Regions from separate parts of the Gossypium arboreum genome. Here regions 1, 3 and 4 are each linked to region 2. A link is a contact called in public Hi-C data. All regions are on one chromosome and are shown on one strand. Each heading gives the region's core, a stretch centred on a gene start, on an enhancer-like site or on the middle of the called end of the contact. The rest is flanking DNA. Distances are from core to core; before and after follow the strand shown. Region 1 holds the start of LOC128279312. Region 2 holds the start of LOC108467168 (histidine kinase 3-like). Region 3 holds the start of LOC108467720 (nuclear transport factor 2B-like). Region 4 holds the start of LOC108466471.

Region 1 (2,700 bases), core at 60-2,559, 460 kb after region 2:
ACCTGAGAAGTGAACCATCCCATTTCCTGTGGCAAATAAGAACAATCATTGATGAGTTAAATGCTTCAACTAGACCAAGAATATAATCAGCATTAATACTTGAAGAAACCTGCTAAACTCTCTTGTATATGCAGCACCAATCACCCACATCAGCTTCCACTCTGCAATGCCTATCACAAAATATTAAGCAAAATAAAGGCAAAGGTAGTTTCATGCTAACAAAGATTCAGTCTCTTCATAACAAATGAATGCTGAAAAGCAGAGATGTCAGGTACAACAAAGTAAACTAACCTAGTTTGCTGCCATATTATTCATCAAATTCAGCTAGTTTGATCAGCCAACAGCGGTATAAACAATCCACTACTAGCTATTGTCTTCTTCCACACCAGCAATTTTTGTCATATGCTGAACTTTTCATACCCATAATCTCAGTGAGTGCCCAAAACAAATGCATTTATTATGTTTAGGTATTTCTTACTCATATTTTCACTCTCAACAAAATTTTTCACCCTTGATGGCATTAAAAGCAGGCATTGAAGATCAACGCATAAAGTTTAATAATTTAAAGCATTCTAAGTATTCCAGATATAAAACGCAGGAGAATCAAAATTCACCTTAAAAGCCAGTCGTTCATTATGAAGCTCTATTCTGCAAATTCTGGGGATTTAATTCCTGCTCTGTAAAAGACCTATTTAGTAGAATTAAAGCATCACAAAACCTAGTATCAGATAACAAAACACAACGAATGTTTGTAAAAAATGAAACATCCAAATCATGAAATCAAAACGTAAAAAAGACGTAATATTGAATGCCAAAGACAACAACATTACATCAACCGTACATACAGTATCATCTAAAATGTTTTTTTTTTTAAAGTATTTTAAGAAGAATAAATAAATAAATAAACTACCAGGAATTTCCTTCCGCCGCAGCAGAGGGGCCATGGCATAACAAATAGTAGAACGACATAACATGGAAACCGCAGAAACAATTCCAGCAATGTAAAGAACCATGACCAAACAAAGAAGCCAAGGCATAAACATGAATCCTATAAAGAAAGTAACTGATCCACACAGCATCAACGAAACCGATGTCCCTAACATCAGCAAAGCGAATCCGGACGGTGATATCTTCTTCATTGTCGGTACTGGTGGGGAATGAGGCCTTGTGGACAACGCTGGTGATTGGCTGGCGGAAGGAACCGGAGCTAGCGGCGATCGTAGAAGGCTCATAACCAGTCCCGAAAGCTCGTGGAAAGCCCTCGAATACTGATCCTCATGCCGCTGATTTTCCAATCGTCTCCTCATCATTTTTTTTTCTCAGCCAACATCGAACAGGAAATTGGAATATGAAAAATTCCTAGACCCTGTAATCAAAAGAGTTCTATTAAAAAAATTTAATTTAGGGTAAAACAATTGAGGGAGAATGATGTAGCCCGTTGTTTGACTGGATAAGAAAAAACAACTGGCAGGCAAAGGTTCAGCTTGTGGGGGAGGAGACACGGTACTGCTGTTATTTCCAATTAATGGAACTCGCAGAAATCCCCCCGTAAAGAGAAATTTCCAAGTTCGAATTGGAATTTGCAACTTTGTTTTCCCTTTAATGAGTTTGGGGGATGACGTGGAGCATATTGGCATTGCCAAGTGGATAATCATAACAAACTTAACAGATAACACAGTTCTTTTTTAAGAAGTATAATCTTTATCAAATTTCGAATTTTTACTATTACAATTTCTGAATCTTTTTAGATGTGCCATTTTCCCATTTTTATTGTTCTCAAATTGCTAGAGCTGTTTAATGCTTAGTTTGGATGGGCGGTGTGTTTACTTCCGGTGAGGTTAAAAATAATGGTAGTGGTGAGATTAATTACTGTAGTGGTGAGATTGAATACTATAGCGGTGAGATTAGAAATAGCGGTGGATATGTGTTTGGATTCAAACGTAGCTGTAGCGGTGAGATGAGAATAAAAAATGACCATTATAGACATTAATTTACAATGTATTTATAATAAAATAAATAATTAAATTTATATTAATATTAAATAATATAACATAAAATAAAATTTTATTTTTATAAAATGATAATTAAAATATTATAATCATATGCAATAAAATTTAAATATTTTTAAATTATATTAATAATAAATAATAAAACATATTTAAATTATTTTATATTAAATAATAATTAAAATTATATATTTATGACAATAAATTTATATATTTATTAAATTATTATATAATAATATCTAATAATATTTTACTTTCTATAAAACTCAAAAAAAAAAAAAAACAAAGAACAAGGGTAATAAAACCACTCACCTCAGTTTCTTCACCACTGGCACCTTTGGCTTCAGTGAAAATTGAGAACAGCAGTATGGTGAGAGTGCTCAATTGCACTGCACCTTAAAATCTTCCAAACAAGAAATTAGTGCAGTGAAAAGGAATATTCACCCAATATTCCATCTCATTGTGGGTAAAATCTAATCCAAAGGGAGCCTAAGTCTGATGAATTTGAAGAGATAATTTGTGAATCATCTTGTTACTGATTATTGAATCCTTTTTAGTTTCGTCCAATTCATATAATTCTTTCAACCCAAAAAATAGAATTGGATATATTTTTGAAAATTCTTTTATTATTCCCTTTAAAGAATAAAATGCCTTTATTTGAAAATATATTATGATATAACAAATGAAAATGTTT
Region 2 (2,898 bases), core at 209-2,708:
TTTAATTCTTTATACAATTTATGTTGTAATAATTTAATACTTGTGATTCTTTAAACATGTAATTGTAATTGAATTTGAAATTTAGTTTTTGTACTTGTATTTTCAGAAATTTATTCTATCTATTTTTAAATTTTAAAATTCAAGTCCAACTGATAATCTGATTAATTTTTTAGTTGAATTCAAGTTAATTACATTCTTTTTTAATAACATGGCTACTAAGTGAGTACTTTTTTATTTTAAAATGTCACAATAATAAATTTAACCTAAAAAAATTAACAGTATTAATATTTGGATCTAAAATTTGAAATCGAAAAGTAAAAGACTAAATTTCTATAAATACAAGTATAATGACAAAATTCCTAATTTTGAAAGGTACAAGGACTATTGGCACATTTTAACCAAAAAAAATATAATTAGATAAATTAAAAGTTTATGATATACATATAAAATTAATACTTAATTCAAGATAACAATGGGTAAATTAGTCTTTATATATTTCATTCTTTCATTAAATTTAAATTTATGCTATTAAATGTTTATTTTGGCATTTTATATATAAAACATAACAATAAATTTAGCCATTAATTTTTACACATTCATTGATTTTTCCCTACTCTTTTGTTTGAACTAAATTAACCATCTAGCAATTTACTATCAACTTTTATCATTTACATGACACTACTTTATCTATATTTTATTACAACAAAAATTCTAAAATATCGTAGAGCATTAGTAAAAATTAGGTTAAAGACTTGTGTTGTTCATAAAATTGAAATTTAGTTTTGTATTTTATTCTTAAGAGTTTGATCTTTTATTTTTAGATTTTAAAATTTAGATTCAATTGTTAATTATATTAATTGTTTTGTTAAATTTATTAATGTGACATTTTGAAATAAAATATTCACTTGATTGCAATGTAACTAAAAATAACATTCTAATGAATCTAAATTTAACACAATAATTTTAATAATTTCAATAATTAGACTTAAATTTTAAAATTTAAAAGTATAGGGATTAAATTCTAAATTTATAAATATTAGAGATAATTATGGCATATTTTAAGCTAAAAATTATGATTCCAAAAATTATAAAAAAAAGTGTCAAAAGATTATAAAAGAAGTTCTAAATTTAAAAATAAAACATAGATGTGATAATAAGATAAAATAGTACTAAAAATTAAGGGTTATTTTGCTTCAAATAAAAAGTATATGCTAAATTAAAAATAGGGTATAAAAATTAATGACTAAATTTTGTTATTATAGAACAATTTTTTGATATTTTTAATCAGATAATTTTAATAGAAAAATAATATTTACCGTATGAAAGAATCCGAGTTGTATGTTTAGTATACCCTAAATTCAATAATCCAAAATAGGAATTATTGCTACCTTTAATTCAATGAAGCAAGTTCTTAAAAACTCTATCGTCTTCTTGATCTAATGTTTTTGACAACTTCGAAAAATTAGAGGGCTCCTAATCTCAAAAATGGGTACAAAAGTCGAATAAAAAAGAAAAAGAAATTATGTTAATTGGTATAGAAATTTGTTTTCATGCAGAGCAGCAAAGGGTACTTTTGTTATCATAAAGTACAGCCAACCCGAGAATAGAGAGTTAAAAGCGTGTAGAAGTTGTACACTTAGACAAAAAAAGCAAAAAGAAAATTTCTCATTTGTTATATTATTTTATATTTAAAGACAAAAATTAATAAAATATACTGGTAGTACCGGCACTACAGTGTTGCAGTAGTATAATATATAATTCGTGTTTGTAATTAGAAACTCAGAATCTTGTGGGGGGTTTTGATTCTTTTTTGTGGTTATTGTGAAAAAATTTCCTTTTATCTTTCTCAATTCTGGGTTTTCTATTTTGCCATCCTCAGTTAGAAAGCTATATTGCTGGATAAGATAGCATCTTTTTTTCTTTCCCTCACGGTCCAAGGCCTTACAGTCTGTCACATGGTAAATTTGGAGTTTGCTGGGAGAGGGTTCATCTTATCCCAAGGTTCTTTTCTGTTGATGCAGAATTTTACTACACAGTTTCTATAGATTTGACAGTGGGTCTCTGTCTTTAGCTGGAATTAAGAAGGAAGTAAGACCCACAATTGGTCACTGTTTCTTGGATGAGTTTGCTCCATGTATTTGGGTTTGGTTTAAAGGTGGGGCATCTGCTTTGGATGTTATGTTGCTGGGTAGCATCTATGATTTCCATGAACTGGTTCATTAATGGTGAATTTAAGGACGCTGAGACAGTTCTCCTTGGTCATAGTGGTAGTAAGATGTGGTTGAAATTCTGGGACAAGTTCTCAAACTATAGCTTCAACATCCACCATCAATATTACCAGTATGTGGGTTCCAAGAGAATTAGCAAGACTTGGTGGAGAAAGCTCTTGTTTTCATGGATAATTGGTTGGATTTTGGCTTCTATTTCTATACTCTATTATATGAGCTTTCAAGCTACCGAAAAGAGGAAGGAGACATTGGCTAGCATGTGTGATGAGAGAGCTAGGATGCTGCAGGATCAGTTTAATGTAAGCATGAACCATATCCAGGCCATCTCCATTTTTATCTCAACTTTCCACCATGGCAAAACCCCCTCGGCTATTGATCAGGTAAGTTAATATCCTCATCTTGTAACTTTTAGTTAAGATAGATGATTATGCATTTCCTTTGCTTTATTGATCAGGATCGGTTTATCAAGTAATGATCTTGTCAACTTGATAGCCAAACCAGGTCTGAGTGTTTGTAGTTAGGAATTATGATCCTTCTTTTTTTGGATAACAAAGGGAACTCACTTTAATCACATCTAGAGGACTTTTGCGAGGTATACGGAACGAACTGCTTTTGAGAGACCTCTTACAAGTGGCGTGGCTTATGCTGTAAGGGTGCTCCACTCGGAAAG
Region 3 (2,791 bases), core at 160-2,659, 380 kb after region 2:
CGATTTGGCATCATTTTAAATTTACCACGATTTTGCACTGCAATTGATTTAGAGATTTAAAGCTTTTGTAGAAGCTTAAAAAAACTCTCTTATATTTTTTTATCTTTATCTTTAACTTTTTATTTTTTAAGTTTTAATTTATACAGTTATGGGGCAAAAGTTGTCTGGTTTTGCGTTTCTTTTTACTTTTTTAACCTTTTTTCATTTTAAGGTTTTTTAATTTTAAATTATGTCAGGATAGATTTAATGTATCACATTTAATAATAAAATTAATGATTTTAATAATTGAATGATATAATTCATATAATCTCAAAAGTTTGATGATGTAATTTAAAGTTTTGAGACAAATTTAATGTAAGAATTAAGTTTGGGAAAATATGGTGCAATTTACTCTACTTGATTTATACATGGAAGAGTATTTTCCTAACTTTTATTATTGACATAGTGATTGGTTGACTTGTGACATTAACTCACTTAGGGTTTAAACAATAATATCTATTATTATATTTAAGTATTTTACTGAACTAGTGTCAATTTCAATTGAATCATCAATTTAATAATGAATTTACTAAAATTCATAATTTTAATGAGCAATAAATATAATTTGAAAGGTAATTTTGTTTCTCTTATTATATTTAAAAGTTTCTTTAAGCTTGTTTTCTTTTGAAACTTTTTGAAACAATTGAGTGTTTCTTTTAAAATTGTTAAAGCTATAAAACATTTCGTTTTATATTTTTTTTAGTTCTTTAAAAATATGTTCAAGTCGAAAGATAGTTTAGTTTTCATTCCCAAATTGTTAAAAAGTAAAAATCATTCTTTTAACTTTTCTTTTTCTTTATTAGATCTTTATGAGAGAGTTATGTCACCCTCAATTAAGTTATCAACTTAGTAATAAATTTACTAATATATATATATATATATATATAATTTTTAATAGATAATGGCTATTATTTTGAGAGTAATTTTATTTTTCAGTATAAACTTTATAAAAATACTTATGCATAATAAGATCACAAGTCAATATATTATGATATTTAATCTTTTAATTTTACCATTTCAATTATAGTAATTTTATTAATATATTATTTTTATATTTATTACATACATTTTTACTCTGTGACAAAATCTAGTATATACTTCAAAAATTTAGAGATAAAAACATATATTTTTCTTACTCCAAAAATAATACTTCTTTCAATAAAAAAATAATTTCAAAATTTCTTTCAAATAAAATTAGGTAAAAGAAAAACGGTTGGGCTGCGTTAGGTTGACGCAAAGAATGATCCGCTAATTGATAGACAGTAAAGCGGGTGTATAAACGATCCAAAAGAAAGAAGGAACACGCTGGCAGCCCCTTGTCCTTTAGATTTTTATGATTCAAATTCAGCCGCTAGATGAATCCTCCTATAAATACACAATTTTGGATGGGCTCGGCTGGTCTCTCCTATTAATTCCTGTGTCAGTGCCCTTCTCTGTTGACGGCTCAAACTCTGATAAACAAAACGAAAAATCGATGGATCCAGACGCTGTAGCCAAGGCTTTTGTCGATCACTACTACTCCACATTCGATGCGAACCGGGCCGGTTTAGCCAATCTCTACCAGGAACGTTCCATGTTGACCTTTGAAGGTCAAAAGATCCAAGGCTCTCAGAGCATTGTCGCTAAGCTAACCAGCCTTCCTTTCCAGCAGTGCAAGCACAATATTACCACCGTCGATTGCCAGCCATCTGGCGCTGGCGGCGTCCTCGTTTTCGTCTCTGGAACACTACAACTTGCCGGCGAACAACATGCTCTCAAGTTTAGCCAGGTAGCTCTCTTTGCATCTTTTGTTTTATTTTGTTTTTTTGGGTTTTTTATATGTACTTGAGCGATCGATCTAAGGCTAATCTGTGTGACACTGTTGATCTCATCGGTGTTATCGATGGTATTAATTTCGCGATTCGATTTGTTAGTGATGGATCTTTTAAGTGAGTTTTTGATCTGTTGTAACTCCCTCTTGAATTTTTTTATTTATTCTTCAGGATTCTAAGAATTGAATTGGCTGTTTAATGCATATAAAACTCTCTGCTGTTTACATTATATTTCAGTGATCGCTTGTTTTCCATTCCTTTTGATAACTGAATTAATAAGGGAAACATGTATGATATACTCGATATAATTAACAGTGTCGATTTCATTAAACTGTGTCATGAATTTTCAAAGATATAGATATTTTGGATCCACCATCTTGCCGATGGAACACCTGCTATTTCTTATTTTGTTTTGCCCTATGTGGCTCTGCATATGGAGTTGACTTATATGATCGTCTGTGATGATTTTTTGAGATTACAAACATCACCGTTACCCCATATTCTTATTTATTTATCTGGATAAAATAAGGATCTAATTAAATTTTTAAAATAAGTGTTGTAAGATTGTCTATGATTCCTGTCTGTATGTTTACGTGTTATAAATAATTGTAGCAATCAAGAGTTCTTTTGTTCCTGAAGTTTTTTTATCATAGGCAAGCCTTCGGTTGTTTATTTTAATCTTTTATGCTTGCCTATTACATTTTTCGCATAAGAAATAGATGGTGGGTGCTCACATTGCGTACTGTGAAAGATTATCAAACATCTTCTCAATGTTGTTTCTTGGCAACTCTATCGTGAGCATGATATAAAAGAAAAACCAGTGATATCTCTCCTCAACTGTAGACATTGATGATTTTGCTTGTGACTTATATGCCTTGCTTTCTCGTAGAGCAAACTTATATAGTTTGATACGTATTTATGGCTCAACGTTCTGTTTAATT
Region 4 (2,700 bases), core at 14-2,513, 320 kb before region 2:
GAGAGCTGAAACAGATGATGAAAAAAACAAGATTTAAGTCAGTGCTGCAAGGTCATGATATTTATGTGTTTTATCACACAACTAACACCATTTTAGAAAAATAAATTCATCTTTTAAAATTCAAGTTCCCAAATATCATGCTAATAAGGTCCATACCGAACAAAATTAGAATATTCACCGGTGAAACAACACACATTATGAGAACGTGCTGAACATATCGGTAGCAAAATCAAGTATTGTATTTGGTACAACAAAAGTCAATGCTAAATATCCAAGGACATATAATGGTGAAAAGATAAGCAGCCAGGAATCTTACATGATCCAATGACAACGAAAACGAAGAACCCAAGCAACATAGGGCCAACAGGATAATCCTTCCCCTTTTTTGTGCTTGTTTCAGGAACAGCTCCTCTCTTTGTTATGTTCTTTTCGAACTTCAACACTTTCCTGTCTGCAAGGCGCCTTGATGTTGTCTGCACAAACCAGATCAGAGGGATCCCATTTAAATTTAGATTTAAAAAAAGAAATAGTTTATGCATATTTTCGATCATGCTGATGGATTTAGCAATTATACTGGAGGAAAAACACTGGTGTTCTTACTTTTCCCACTTTTTTTATAACTCGAAATTTGATAAGAAAAGAAACAAAATTCACAAATACTCAATATTGAGAATAAAATGATGAATAGTAGTAAAAGGGTTGAGTCAAGGTCCGTCTACCTAATTCATTCAAAAAAAAATTCGAACAAGCACATGATTAAATTGTTGAGGACATAATTATGCTAAATTGAGATCTACAATCTATATAAGTCTGCAACCGGTTTAATTCGAAAAAGATAAATTGAAGCGTAAGAAAGCATAGCTCAGATCGATTCATATAATATGCAAAAAAAAAAAAAAGAAAGAAAAGAGGAAATAAAAAGATTACCATGATGTGGGAGAGACGAGGTAGCAGGTCGAGAAAGCGAAGGAAATTTCAGGCGAAATTCTTCTCTTTCTTTTACGGCGACGATTTTTTACTTGGGTGTGTGTTTTTTCTTTTTTTTTTTTTTGGTGGGGGGGGGGGGTGTTATTCCTCGCTTCGCGAAAATATCCCGGGTTGTCGTTATAAGGGGCTATGTATGCTGCTGATTAATTCATCCGCATTATACGGTAAAATGAAGGGTCATGGACTTCGTCCTGATTGGTTAGCTCACGCAAATTGGTAAACGTGGCGCGATCTAATTGGTTGCTTGGTATACGTAGACCTTTTTGTGTAAATGGGCAGATCAATGGGCTTTAGTTTCAATAATTGTGTTAAACCCGTTTTCCTATTTTGTCTCTTTAGCAGTAGAGAAAGATGTTTCTTTTATGGATAATTAGTGAAAACGTTTCGGATATGGTAATGAGTTTAATTACATCAAACATCCCCAAATTATAACTTATTTTAAATTGGTCATCAGACTTTAAAATATTCTAGTTACATCCTCAAACTATCAATGTTATAAGGGTGAAGCCATAAATTTTTTTGGGGCGGAATTAAATTGTATATTTTTACTATAGTAAAAATACAATTTCACCATTTTAATATATTATATATTTATAATTTTTAAAGCATTAATGCAATTTTTTTAATCATTTTTGGAGGCCAAAGTGCAACTTTATCATTGCTAATTTAAAATTTTATAAAGTATAAATGGGCCTAAATGAAAAATTTTCCATTCTAGAGTGTGTTGGGGCCTCTGCCAGCCCCTTGGCTTCGCCATTGCAATGTTATATCAATAAGGCCATTCCATTATTAAAATTGTTAATTTAACCATTAAGGTGACATAATTTAAAATGAAAAATTTTTAAAGAAAAATTAATATTGTAGAAATGAATGTTGTAAATATTAGTTTTGAGGTTTTTGAAGCTTTTATAAAAGCTATCATTCACTCACTCACTCTCTCTCTCTTTCTCTTTTGTTTACTTTTTTTATTAGTATTTAATTAAAAAGTTATCCAACAACTATTTAATTTTTTTAAATTTTCATTTTAAATTGTCATATAATATTTTACATGTCGGTTAATGGTTAAATTAACGATTTCAATAATGGAAGGACTGATTGATATAACATTGATAGTTTGAGGATGCAATTAAAATAATTTAAAGTTTAGAGACTAGTTTAGAATAAGGATCATAGTTTGGGGATGTATAATACAATTAACTCTTATATCATTATCAATATGAGTATTATCAATATGAGGATGCAATTAAAATAATTTAAAGTTTAGAGACTAGTTTAGTCCTTTTTTGCAATTAAGCTCACAAACGCTAAAATTAATTCACCAAAATTTTCATACACTCGTATAATCATACTATGAAACCAAAATAATAATAAAAATAATTTCTAAGCCTCGAATTTGTGATCCCGAAACCACTGTTCCAACTAAGCCCGAAATTGGGTTGTTATAATTCTCCCTCTTTGGGATTTTCGTCCCCGAAAATCTTACCAGTGAATAAGTTGGGGTATTGATCTTTCATGGACTCCTCAGGTTCCATGTGGCTTCTTCGACTCCATGTCTATGCCACAAAACTTTCACGAGTGCTATATTTTTATTCCTCAATTGTTTGACCTCCCGCCAAAATCTTAATCGAATTTTCGCCATAAGTTGTGTCCGGTTGAATGTCAACTTCAGTTGGTGCGATCACATGCGAAGGATCCGATCTATATCGACGTAAC

The links. A called contact is a pair of places that touch in the nucleus more often than the background predicts.
Region 1: a Hi-C map of leaf shows a contact between it and region 2, with 4 times the contacts expected there. The contact joins the promoter of LOC128279312 here to the promoter of LOC108467168 in region 2. A contact is called at or near these places in 2 of 5 Hi-C or Micro-C datasets (both in leaf).
Region 3: a contact with region 2 is called in a Hi-C map of leaf, with 3 times the contacts expected there. The contact joins the promoter of LOC108467720 here to the promoter of LOC108467168 in region 2. A contact is called at or near these places in 2 of 5 Hi-C or Micro-C datasets (both in leaf).
Region 4: a Hi-C map of leaf shows a contact between it and region 2, with 3 times the contacts expected there. The contact joins the promoter of LOC108466471 here to the promoter of LOC108467168 in region 2. A contact is called at or near these places in 3 of 5 Hi-C or Micro-C datasets (all in leaf).

The regions. Positions count from the first base shown.
Region 1 is chr2:67,904,755-67,907,454 of ASM2569848v2, forward strand. LOC128279312 reads right to left here and starts at 1,310. Exons shown (of 2, transcript XM_053022417.1): 1 at 911-1,310; 2 at 634-677. The coding sequence starts at 1,310. The coding sequence ends at 634. LOC108469159 (a long non-coding RNA gene) reads right to left here and starts at 633. Exons shown (of 4, transcript XR_001869049.2): 1 at 615-633; 2 at 292-405; 3 at 110-170; 4 at 1-26.
Region 2 is chr2:67,449,505-67,452,402 of ASM2569848v2, forward strand. LOC108467168 (histidine kinase 3-like) reads left to right here and starts at 1,459. Exons shown (of 11, transcript XM_017767718.2): 1 at 1,459-2,608; 2 at 2,807-2,898. The coding sequence starts at 2,120.
Region 3 is chr2:67,832,945-67,835,735 of ASM2569848v2, forward strand. It overlaps LOC108467720 (nuclear transport factor 2B-like), which reads left to right and starts at 1,410. Exons shown (of 4, transcript XR_008278790.1): 1 at 1,410-1,807.
Region 4 is chr2:67,129,235-67,131,934 of ASM2569848v2, forward strand. It overlaps LOC108466471, which reads right to left and starts at 1,264. Exons shown (of 3, transcript XM_017766832.2): 1 at 928-1,264; 2 at 317-473; 3 at 1-5. The coding sequence starts at 930.